Linked DNA regions of Canis lupus: region 2 is linked to region 1. The links are chromatin contacts, called in public Hi-C maps. All regions are on one chromosome and are shown on one strand. Each heading gives the region's core, a stretch centred on a gene start, on an enhancer-like site or on the middle of the called end of the contact. The rest is flanking DNA. Distances are from core to core; before and after follow the strand shown.

What was found. Hi-C and Micro-C count contacts between places; a contact is called where the count stands out from the background.
Region 2: a contact with region 1 is called in a Hi-C map of skin fibroblasts, with 2.9 times the contacts expected there. The contact joins two enhancer-like sites. A contact is called at or near these places in 3 of 9 Hi-C or Micro-C datasets (amygdala, blood and skin fibroblasts).

What each region holds. Positions count from the first base shown.
Region 1 is chr8:30,474,043-30,476,742 of UU_Cfam_GSD_1.0, reverse strand. The region is part of intron 10 of LOC119876491 (a long non-coding RNA gene); the gene reads left to right. Among named protein-coding and RNA genes, the nearest start is that of BMP4, 170 kb to the right of the region's middle. Within about 2 kb of position 1,407, at least 2 of the 20 cell types and tissues checked have an H3K27ac peak or open chromatin away from gene starts, as enhancers often do.
Region 2 is chr8:30,608,988-30,611,748 of UU_Cfam_GSD_1.0, reverse strand. All of the region lies in intron 2 of LOC119876491 (a long non-coding RNA gene), which reads left to right. Among named protein-coding and RNA genes, the nearest start is that of CDKN3, 38 kb to the left of the region's middle. Within about 2 kb of position 1,473, at least 5 of the 20 cell types and tissues checked have an H3K27ac peak or open chromatin away from gene starts, as enhancers often do.

The DNA of each region.
Region 1 (2,700 bases), core at 158-2,657:
GGGTTTCTTGAGAGCAGACAGTTGCCATCTCTGAACAGTTGTTACTTTCTTTTTCCACCCCCTTTCCGGTGCTGTGCTATTCATTCTGTCTCCAGAACTTTAGTGCACAGGGGTGGAAAGTCTTAGTGGAGTACCTGGAGTTCAAAGCTCATGCAAGGCTTTAAGTTGGAGATGCTGAAATGGAAGGAAAGGAGTATACCACTAGCTTTCTTTCTGCAAGTGAAATATCATTTATATAAATATTCTAACTCTTTCCTAACTTATTTCTTTATTAGATTGGCATGCATATCCAATGACTAGTCCTCTTGAAAGACGGCGAGGAAGAATGTTACTAAAATTATAAATATCTACTTTTCATTGATAAAGCTCTTCCAGAGTTGGCAGTATAAATTTGCTTTGCAGTGAGAATTCCCCCAAATCAAACATTTAAAAATTCCGGGCATCAAATTCAGCTCTGAATCTCTCGAAAATAGTGTGTAAAGGGTGGATCTGTCTGACTAGATTGTGGAATTAAGGTACCATGTACTTAACCATTTCTTCAGGCCATTTTAGGTCCCATTTTCTATCCAAGAAAACTGAGAATGTATCTTTTTTTTTTTCCTATGTTGTAGCATAAAATTGCTTCTCTAGTTTTGATTTCCTTGATTATTTCAACAAGATGGTTAAAATAAAACAAATCTTCAAAAAGAACATAAAGATGAGCCTTTCCTGCTGTTTATAGCCCCAAAGCATGCATTAAACACTTACCGTATACCCAGCATGCTGAAGGGTGCCATGTGGAACAAAAAGAAAAGCCCCAACAGGTGCTCACTGCAAAATTTCTGAGTGAGGGAAGAGAGGACTGGAGCTGAGGAGAGGGGAAAACTGCTCATCATCATCTGAAGGCTCTAATCCCTTAAAGCACAATCAGGGAGAAATGCTCAGAAGGTCAGCTCTCCTCAGTATTTTAGAGATGGAGTAGCAGGGGTGAAAGGATAAAGTTGAGGTGGCAGACAAGTTTGTGATAGACTGACTGACTTTAATTCTCTACAGTAGTGGGTTTGAGAGCAATAAAGCAAAGGGCAGCTGCTGCTGCCTTTTTGTTTTTAATGTTAGCTTATGAGCCACTTTCACGGCAAAATCCTCATCCTTTTCGTCTTTTCTAATTCTTCCTGGTATTCCCCCTAAAGGCAGCAGGTAAATGCTGGGGTCTAGCCCTTAAAGAGGCTGATATTCTCCAGACACGTCCATAGACACTTGTAAGTTGAGAGCAGAATCCTCTGCCAGACACATTTTCCTTGTCAAATCATGCCTGTCCCACCTCGCTGACACTGATAGTCCTGGGAGCCAGTTCTGATGCCAACCTGTATTGAACTCCTAGATGTGAATACACTCTTTTGAAGGGCAGCTTGGGCTAAAACTTGACCTCTCAGAGCTTTGGGAGGTGGGCAGGGGAGCAGAGTGTTGTTGGGGAAAGAGAGATTTCCTGGTTGTTGCTCCAGGGAGTCTGTTTACTTGCCTTCAAGGGTCACAGCCATCTGAATGGGCTTCTCTGGCTCTGCTCTTGGGTTTGGTTTCAGAGGACTTGGTCCTGTGGAATTCGGCTCCCCAACGCCCTCCCCTTACTCTGTTAGATATGGGACTTTTATCCCACAGTACAGTTCAAGATTTCCCCAGGAACACAGCCGCTTGCTTGCAAGAACAGCAGTTGGAAAGGCTGTTTTAAGTGGAGTTTACTGTTGTTGTATAAACCTTCATTTAAAATTGACTATAAAATGTTTCTGAACCTGCCAAACACGCATTAAAATATTTTGCTCCATTTATGCCTATGTGTAACATTTGGTTTCTAAAGAGCTTTAATCAAGTAATCTTCAAGTAGGAAGTTATTCATCTTTATTGCCAGTCGGTTCTCAGTGGTGGTCGTGGCAACAATCTTTTTATTGCTTCTGTGTTTAGTTGTTCTTTGACATGATAGAAGTCAGCTGCAGTTCAATGAGCTCACTATTTGTGCAACTTAATTGCTTGCTTCCTTCAATACATACTCAATTTTTCCTTTTATGAGCAGGGCTGTTGGAAAAATTAAGCTTAAGGATATAGCCATCCACTGTTAATTAACCTCCTTCCCAAACACATTAGTAAAATAGGTCAAATAACTGCTGAGTGCTAAGTGTACTGTTCCTAAGGTCCTCCTCAGCTGAGAAGTGAATCCTGCACTAAGTGAACAAATGTTGGAGCTTTGAGCATTTTCTGGAAATGGTGATGACATAAGAATAATGCTTTGTAACACAGCATTCCCTGCTGCATCTTCTCTTCGAAGTTGATATATTGTTTGACTTTGTCTGGCTCTACCATGGGTTTAGTTTGTTTTATGTTATATCAACTTTAAAAGAAATAAAAGCCTGCTTCTCCTTTTCTTTTTTTCTTTCTAGGTACTGTTTGCTTTCAAAGGAGGATCCTAAGCTTCCCTTTTTGACCACTGCTGTTTTTTTTGACTCACAATTCCTAGAATAATCTGAATATCGTGAGGATGTATACATGTTTGTGATAAGTATGAAAATATGCTCAGTGAGGGAAATTCTTTATTAAAATAGATTTATATAGAGCTCTTATAATGTCTTTTTAGGGTTATATTCAGATGGAAAATCACTTTAATTGCAGTGGTGAAGGGCTTATTGGAGTTTTGCCAACCTGGCAGAAAATATTTTGAAGTTTATAGACTTA
Region 2 (2,761 bases), core at 224-2,723, 130 kb before region 1:
GTTGCAATTGCACTGGCTACCACCCTCTTACAAATGTGGTCATTGTTCTGAGGAGGGAGGAACGGTGTGAATGTCTTGGGACAATTCACTCATTAAGACCAGAAAGGTGATTCCCAGAGCAGGTGCTCCTGTTAGAATTCAGTTGGTGAGGTTAAGGACCAGTAATGGACTCACTTGTTATTTTCTGGGGGTTTATCTTTTTCATGATGATCCCGTATCTGGTAAGCATTTAATTATATCAACTTTATAGTCATATTCAGAATAACATTTCAATAGGGCATGTCCCATTGAAATTAATTTCATCTCGATTTAGTTGTTTTGGTGGCATGACTCTGGCCTGTAATTGAAGACAACGGTCCCTGCTAAGTCATGGTGTTGGGCAATAATATTTGTTGGGCAAAGCAAGTCGCTGCTTTCCAAGGTTATCATGTGTAATTCCTTTTCCCAGTTCAAGAACATATCTTGTTTTAAACAACTTTTTGAAAGGCAGCCAAAGAAAAGGTTGGCTCAGATATGCCCTTACCAGCCCTGTTTATGGGATACAGTGTTCCACTTCTTGGAGGAAGATGATAAAGCAAAGCTGGCTTGGGGAGGTGTGTAGGAATATGTGTTCATGTATTTCAATTCCATGTGTAAGAGTAAAGCCCAAAGGGAAAGAATAAAAGGACTGTTGATGACTATCTCATATTCAGTTACAGGTACTGAGGTAAGAGTGAAGTTCTAAGAGTCGTTAGTGAGAAGTGTACATTCGCAAGAGCCATCGAACAGAAGACCAAGTGGCATTACTTCTGGTGGATTGAAGCTGCAGCAAGAACGGGAAAACCAGTTTGAAGAAGATTTGGAGGACTTCTGCTTTCTTTCCTGTCCATTCTTATCAAATATGCAGGCAAACAATATGATTTTCTTTGAAAGCCAGTTTCTCAGGGGAGGCAGAATTGTTTTTATGATTCAGCTGATCTCCTACTAACTTCAGGGCACTCACCTCAAAGAAAAAAAACAAAAAACCAAAACAAAACAAAACAAAAAAACACCAAAAAAACGGGAAGCCGAGCTCCCTGAAAAAATGAGGAACTCCCTGAAACAACTAGGAACTTCCCAGAAAGCGGTGCAGTCAGCCTTGTGTTGGAAACAAACAGAAAACAAATCCGAAGGCTGCGGAAACCTGTTTGTTAAGCAGGGAGGGGAAATGCCCTTAGCCAGACAGTCTAAACACAGGAATGCTGGGCTGGAGATCAGATCCACAATCGGAAGGGGAGAAGAGGCTGATAAGGCTGCAAAGAAAGCAGCGTCAGTCACCAAAATTGGTTTCAGGGGTAAAGTGAGGAGGGCCAGGATGTTTGTGATACGATCACATTGTGCCGCTAAATCCTGGCATATACCGCGGGAGCTGTGAGTAAGAGACACTGTTCCAAGCACCCGGCTTGTGTGGCTCTGGAGCCTACCCAGGTGTGCAGAGGTGTGCAGAGGTGTGCAAGGAGACCCATCCCATTTGCTGTGAGGGAGTCTTCCTCATTCTCAGCGGGGCGCCCCGGGTCAATGCCAACCTGTTAGAGGTCTCACTGGGGTTACGGATGATCCAGTCATGGGCTCAAGACATGCAAGGCTCATTGGAGGGGAGATCACTTTTGGTGACATGGGAACTTTCTATGGCATTACTTAGCCCTTCATCAAATGTAGGTGGACTTCAGTTAGCTCCAGGATGGGATGTTTTCATGCCTCTTTTTCTCCTTTCAGTTTCTTGGAAGGGTCATCTTTGTGGGGTAGATGACAACGCTGAACATGTCCTGGGCGTTTATGAGTTTCTAGGATTCCGGCTTATGGCCCCATAATGACGAGAGGTGAAACTTGGAGAGTCCCCAGATGTGCCTGAGGCAGTCGTGCGAGCCAGCCCCATCACCCTGCCCGGCTGAACGTTTGGGACTCGCTTTGTCACTTCTGATTCTGCCCACTGAGGGCACGGAAGCGAAAAACCACCTGCTGGGGATTTGGACAAGGCTAAAATGCATTTCAAGGTGTCCCGAAGCTTGTTTTTGGAGACTCTGAGCGTAGTGCTGCTGACGGGGAGGCATTCAGGTGTCCACATGTGGAAGCCGAGTATTGCTGCTGAGTGGGAATTGTCAGTAAGTGCAAACCAGTGGCAGGCTACCTTAGCCTTTTTGCTTGTTCAACATTAATCTCAGGACTACGTTTATAGGCTGATTCCAGATGTGGTTGACTCCAGGGCTGAGTTTTCGGAGGTGACAGGTGGTGTGTTTACTTCAACATAAAGAAGGTCAAATTGTATTATAGATCGCAGGGCAAATGTCTGCCTGTCCCCTGGGAGTGCCTGACGGATCATTTGGCTGCAATCTGGCCCAGAAGCTGGAGGAGAGAGTGCTCCCTCCTGGGAGGAGTGAAGAGATGTTGTTCTCAATGGCTTCGATAGAGGTCGCAGCTTGAAAGGAAAGTGCTAAGTGAGGGAAGTGAAATACGAGCTTTTAACTTGGTGTCCCCCGGGGTCATTCCTCTCCGTGCCCCACTCTGAGCTGCTGGCTGGCTCTTGGTGGTGTTATTCTGCAGCCATGGTATTTGGTGAGCTCTGTTTTTAGGAACACTTAATTGGTTTGACCTGCCCCACTGCTTCTTACATGAAGGGGAGCATTCCAGGAATAGAGCTTGAGTCTCCTGCCTCTCAAACTTGGGAAATGTACAGACCTCTTTAAAGGGACAACAATGTCTTCGTGCATTCCTGGTGTTGACTTACATCCTTTTTATTATTGTA